2 separate regions of the Sus scrofa genome follow, and region 2 is linked to region 1. A link is a contact called in public HiChIP or PLAC-seq data. All regions are on one chromosome and are shown on one strand. Each heading gives the region's core, a stretch centred on a gene start, on an enhancer-like site or on the middle of the called end of the contact. The rest is flanking DNA. Distances are from core to core; before and after follow the strand shown. Region 1 has its middle 160 kb from the start of RPL18. Region 2 has its middle 14 kb from the start of RPL18.

Region 1 (3,039 bases), core at 46-2,545:
GGGGTGGCCATTCAGATGTCTGGGGCAAGCATTTTAGGAATAAGAAGGTTCATCATGTGCAAAGGCCCTGGGGCAAGTGTAATCTTGCATGTTCTAGGAACTCCAAAGATGCCAATGCAGCTGGAGTAGGGTAAAAAAGGAGGAGAGGTGACAGGAGACATTACATGGGACCTGTAGGACACTGGCGAACATCAGTTTTTACTCAGAGTGAAATAGGAAGTTATTGAAGAGTTTCATGCAGACGGGTGACATAATCTATCACTTGAGCTGATGAAGGGGGTGAAGGGAAGATTCAAGGAAACTGGGTGAAAAAGCTATGACAGTAATTAGGGCAAGAGATGAAAGAGAGAAGACCAGACCAGGATGGAAGCAGAGGAGGGGTGGAAAGTGTTCTTACTCCAAGTACACTGTGGAGATAAATCTAATAGGAATGAAGTGTGACTCCAAGGTTTTTGACCTGAGAAGCTGGAAGATAGAACTGCCATTGCCTAAGATGAAGAAGGCTGAAAGCAGACATGGAGGGGAAAGCCAAGATTTCGGCTTTGGACATGTTGTATTTGAAATTAGATGTCCGTGTGGAGTTCTAGAGAAGGATGTTGGATAGACAAAGCTGGCTTCAGGAAGAGATATGAGAGAGAGAGAGAGAGAGAGAGAGAAATGGAATGCTAGAGAGAGATTTATTTAGATATATATACACACATATATAATACATATATATGTATAAACAGATGCATACATACATATATGCATACATATGAACCATCAAGGTAGAAATGCTTTTTAAAAACATGAAGTTTCCAAAGTGAGTAGAGGTGAAAAAAGGGAAGAAATCTAAGATTTGGTTTCTAGGATGTGCCAGCATTGAGAGGTCAGAGAGATGAGACGAAAGGAGCAAACAAAAAAACTGAGAAGTAGCAACCATAGAAGTAGGCAGAAAATCAAGGGAACACCATGTCCCAGAAGCCAAAGGAAGAACATATTTCAGGGAAGAGAGAGTGATCAAAACTGCTGACCGGACAAGTAAGATGACCGCAGGATTTGGCAACATGAATGTTCTTAGTGATCTAGATAAAGTGGTTCTCTGGAAGCTTGAGAAGATATGGGGGACAGTAAGTATCAGTAAACCTTTAGAATTTTCTTGTGGCATAGCAGGTTAGGGGTCCAGCATTGTCGCTTGTCACTGCAGCAGCTCTGGTTGCTGCTGTGGAGCAAGTTCAATCCTTGACCCAGGAAATTCCACATGCCTCTGGGGAAAAAAAAAAGGATGACATAGAGGGTGGCTGAAGGGGGAACTGAGGTCAAGAAAGAATTTTTTTTAAGTTATGAAATATAACTTCCTCTTTGAAGGTTAACAGAAAGATCCAGTAGGGAGGGGGAAATTAACTTGAAGCAGGAATGAAAAAGGAAATTGCTGGAGCAGTGTCCTCGAATATGCAAAAGGGGATGGGATTGGAGGCAGAATGAGAGAAGCTGGGCTTGGCTGGGAGTATAGAGAATTCAGCAGAGACAAAAGGAGCAAAGCCTACTTAAGAGGGTAAAGAGGCAGGGAGTGAGGAGATGCAGTGATGGGAACTTATGGAAGTCTTCAGACTGTGGTTTTCTCAGGACCATCTACCTGAGAATTAAGACTGTACTTTCAGGGATCATTTCCATCTATTTGAGAATGAGGATGGCAGTGATGAAAAGAGGAAAAAGTCACATGTATGTATGACTAAGGAAAGACCAAAGCTAGAAAGAAACATCATTTCAATCCTGATGCTTAAAATAATCTCCTTTAATGAACTCAATCGGGAGGGTGTTTGTTTGTTTGTGTTAAAACTTACATTTCCAGAATTCCTTTCATGACTCAGCGGAAATGAATCTGACTAGCATCCATGAGGATGCAAGTTTGATCCCTGGCCTTGCTCAGTGAGTTAAGGATCCGGCATTGCATCAAGCTGTGGTGTAGGTCACAGACACAGCTCGGATCTGGCGTGGCTGTGGCTGTGGCATAGGCCAGCAGCTATAGCTCCGATTCGACCCCTAGCCTGGGAACGTCCATGTGACACGGGTGCAGCCCTAAAAAGACAAAAACAAACAAAAAACCTTATATTTCCTTTTTTGTAGGTTTAATTACACTACTTGCTTCCAAGGTGACACATTACATACATGGTGATATAGTGATATACAGAGAGAATAACATATATATATATATAAACTTAATATATGTATATATAAAATGATATTAATTTGTTTCAACATAGAAACTATATATAAAAAAACTGAAGACAGGAGTTCCCATTATGGTTCAGCAGGTTAGAAACCCAACCAGTGTTCATGAGGATGCGAGTTTGATCCCTGATCATTCAGTGGGTTAAGGATTTGGTGTTGCCACAAGCTGCAGCATAGGCCACAGATGTGGCTGAGATACAGCATTGCTATGGCTGTGGTGTAGGGCATTAGCTGCAGCTCTGATTCAACACCTAGCCTGGGAACTTCCACATGCAGGTGCAGCCACAAAAAGAAAAAAAAAAAATTTAAGAAAATATAATTAAAGAATATAATGGAAATATTATAAACCTTGAAAATGAAAAAACAATATAATAAATAGGCTCTGGGGCAAGGAAATGAGGTGGAAGTGTGCTAAAACCCTCATCTGTGTGCAGTTAATAGGTGCTGTGTAGAATTTTTATATCAATATGCAGTCCTAATGACAAGTATCAGAAAAAACTATGGATAATAATACAACACATTTGGGAAACAGAAGGAAAGGTTAAGTGGGCTAGAGTTCTTTTAATTTCCCATCACTTCTCACTGGGCTAATTGTGTCTAAAGGCAATTAAGAAAGTAAAGTGTAATTTAACATTACAACAGCCAAGTAATGGGATTACTTCTGGGTAATAGGACTGACTGGAGAAAGGATGAAAGGGGAAATTCTCTATGTATTTCAGGATCACTTGATTTACCCGTGCATGTGCATACATGTATTATTTTCCAAATGTTTTTTTAAATTTTAAATAATTTAAGAAGCTATGGGAGATCCCGTTGTGGCTCAGCAGA
Region 2 (3,306 bases), core at 97-2,596, 170 kb before region 1:
GCTCAATAGGTACTAACAAGCAAGTTGAGAATACAGCTGAAGTCAAGTTAGAAATGGGGTCGGAGAGTCAAGGGGCCCAGCAAATAAATTGGAAGAAGTTCCTAAAACTGGGGACAGGGGTCAGGGAGATGGAGGGGATTGGGGAAAGCTCTCATCTCTCTTCAACATATTAGATAATACCTAGGAGGTAATAAACTGCATCTTTGTGCTGTGAAGTCTTGAACACTGTTGTATTCAGCACAATGGAATGAACTTTCAATAACTGTTTAGGAAAATAAAGGCAAGGAACAATTCCTGAATGTGCTTCCATGACAAGAAAAGAAAAAAGTTCACTCTCTGAAGTCACAGATAAGGACAAATCCCCATTAGTGAATTTTGGGTTAACTCAAAGCTTCAACTTTCCAAATTTCAAGAGGGAAACATTTGGAAGGGAAAAAAAATGTCTATACCTGCAAGTGGAGCAGTGCTGAGTACCTCCGAACCTAAAAGAACTGGCATCTCTAGTTTTCTGTCTTTTAGAAGAAAGCTCGTAAATGCCTCCAGCTTGTATAATTAAAGTTTATGACAGGCAATGCTATCACTCCCAACGTCCCACAGTTGATGAGATGGGGAGACGTCCAGGAAGGCTGGGAAGAGCTTGCAGTTACCTCACAGATTCGCGGAACCCATCTCTCTAATCTGTATGACTCACACATATTGGACTTGAGTCTGAAGCCCAAGACTATTTCACAAGAAATGAAACTTAGAATTTCTCAAAGAGCAAATAATACATCCTTCATGCCTGGGCAAGAGCACTGGGGCAGGCTCAGCATGCATCTGTGAACATGGATAGGAGGATAAGCATACGGATATGCGTGTTTAGAGGAGGCAGAAATGTATTTGTGTGTCTGTGTGTGTGTGTGTCTGTGTGTCTGGGCAGTTATCTCTCTGTATTTTTGAGGTACAGGAATTTGTAAGCCCTGACGCAAAAACAGGGAAAAAAAAAAAAAAAAGACATCCAGAAGTCAGAAAAATGAGAACCACAGTCACGGCTGGGGTAGGATATGTGAGAACTGGAAGGTGAATTGACCAAGGGGCTGAGGGACCCACAGAGGGGTGCAGGCCTGGCTCTCTGCTCAGCCCTGCCTCCTAACCAGCAGAACCTGAAGACAGACAGTCAGGCCTCACATTCAGAAAACGTGCTCTGGGAAGACACCGTTGTACAGACTGCTGGTTCATCAGAGGACACGAAAAACAGCAGGTTTGACAGGAATGGCATCCGTGCTGCCGACAGCTCTGCTGTGCTCTGAGCCACAGCAAGGCTCTGAGGGAAGTAGGACAAAAGGGCATTGATGCTCTCTGGCCCCATGTGAATGAGAGAAAGTTGTGTAAGGGGCCAGAGGGCAGGGAGAATGAATGGCATCATTGAGAGCCAGAAGCCCAACAGAAAGGATGGGGCAGGAACATTTTCCTCTCTACGTTCCATCCACACAGTCCCTAGAATTTTTCCCTGTATACTCGGGAACCCGGTCAATATTAATTAGAAAGAAGGAAAAAGCATACTTAGAAGCATGAAGTACCATTGAAAAATACTGCACATGGGGTGGGGGGGGGGTAGAGAGAGAGGAAAAAAAAAATGCGGAAGCAGACTCATTTTGAAAGCTGGGGTCAAATATGTAAGCCTTCAGCCTAACTGCAAAACTGAATCTGAGTTTCTTGCATAAATTCTCTGTTAAGATCTTAAGGCAGACAGGACAGAGTCAGCGACAGCAGCGAATGAAAGTTTTCCTTTGCCTGCTTGTTTGTTTGTTGTTTTCTCTTGGAAGGAAAAGGAAGAGCTAAAGGTCTGGAACATCAGGCATTGCTGAAATTCTATGTTATTAATGAACTGGGAGCCTCAAAAGCAAGAGGCTTATTAGGAGCTTCTTCTAGAAGCTAGAAGGAAACGGAAAACCTGCCAATGAACAGCAGGAACATCTAAATCATCACACTTAGGAGGAGAACTGGAAAAACAAGACAGCATTTTACCCTCCGCAGAAAAATAATAGTGAAAGAAAGCCTTCATTGAGTATATACATGGAATGTCTTAAGTCAGGCTGCTAAATGAATAGCTGCTGTTGATGAAGGCAAGAAGATAAACAGGCATTCATAATGGTCAGAGGGGGCGGGAGCAAGGGCTGGGGGGTAGAGGGTACCTTCAATTCTAGATCACAGATTTAACACACCCCAGGTAGAACTGACTCAGAAACAGCCAGCTGTTTGCTCCTGGGTCGGTGGCAAATACTAGGTTCAGCCTGTTAAAATAGAAGACAGTGTGGTGGCCTGAACCATATCACACAATCCGCCAATGTTTATCATATGTTTGCCATGTGTCGGGGGCCAAGCCAGCTACTGTAGGAGAGGCAGTGTAGCAAGGATTCATTCCTCTTCCATAGCGTTTCCTTGCATCTGGAGAAACAGAGTCTAGAATAAAAGGATACCCAGTCATGTAGCTCCCCAAATAGCACAGAATGGCCAAATTATAATGAATATTCCTGGAGTTGAAAGGAGGGCAAGCTTGCCAGGGTGTGAGGTATTTAAGTGGACTGTTCAGACACGAATGTCCATCTGAGCCGAAAGAGAGTTTAGAAAGCAATGCAGTCCTAAGCTCTACAGAAATGAGAAGACGAAGGTCCTGAGAAGCTGTATGTTTGTCCACAGTACCACAAGAACTGGTAGTCTTTTCTGAGGGATTTAGTCTCAGAATCCTAGGTCTACCATGTATTTTTGGCAAGTTATTTAGCCCATGTGCACTCAATTCATGAATAAAACAGGGAAAATATACCCAACACAAAATAAAGGGAGAATAAAGTACACATTATTATTATTGTTATTATTATTATTATTATAACAGTTATTTTTCAGCCGTAATATTCTTTTCCTCTGATTCAAACTCAGCCTCAGAACCCTTCTCAACACAGAACACCAGGCAGTCAAGCCATTCCTGGTTAAACAATTTCCGGTGATAGTAAAAAATCTTTTTTTTAATATATCAAAAAAGATCAAACATCTTTTTTTCAATATATCAATAAATACCAATGGTTTTTATTGGCAACAACGATCTATATACAGATTAAAAACGACTTTTTTTAAAGTTTACAATCTAACTCCTTAAACCAACATTATTGCTTGGTTTGATTTGCAGTTTCCAAGCCCCACTAGATCATCTCCATTAGTTCAAAACCAATTACTTGGATTCTCCAAAGTATCTGATGGCTCCTGTAGAGTATGCTTCAAATGCAGTTTACTCTCAGGGGTGGTGGGATGGAAGTTTATTGTATGGCATGT

Evidence for each region. HiChIP or PLAC-seq counts read pairs in DNA pulled down with a chosen protein or histone mark.
Region 2: an H3K27ac HiChIP or PLAC-seq map of alveolar macrophages shows a contact between it and region 1. The contact joins two enhancer-like sites.

What each region holds. Positions count from the first base shown.
Region 1 is chr1:84,218,962-84,222,000 of Sscrofa11.1, reverse strand. No RefSeq gene overlaps it. Among named protein-coding and RNA genes, the nearest start is that of RPL18, 160 kb to the left of the region's middle. Within about 2 kb of position 1,295, at least 7 of the 83 cell types and tissues checked have an H3K27ac peak or open chromatin away from gene starts, as enhancers often do. A contact at or near this core is called in alveolar macrophages, where this site is marked.
Region 2 is chr1:84,390,776-84,394,081 of Sscrofa11.1, reverse strand. No RefSeq gene overlaps it. Among named protein-coding and RNA genes, the nearest start is that of RPL18, 14 kb to the right of the region's middle. Within about 2 kb of position 1,346, at least 31 of the 83 cell types and tissues checked have an H3K27ac peak or open chromatin away from gene starts, as enhancers often do. A contact at or near this core is called in alveolar macrophages, where this site is marked.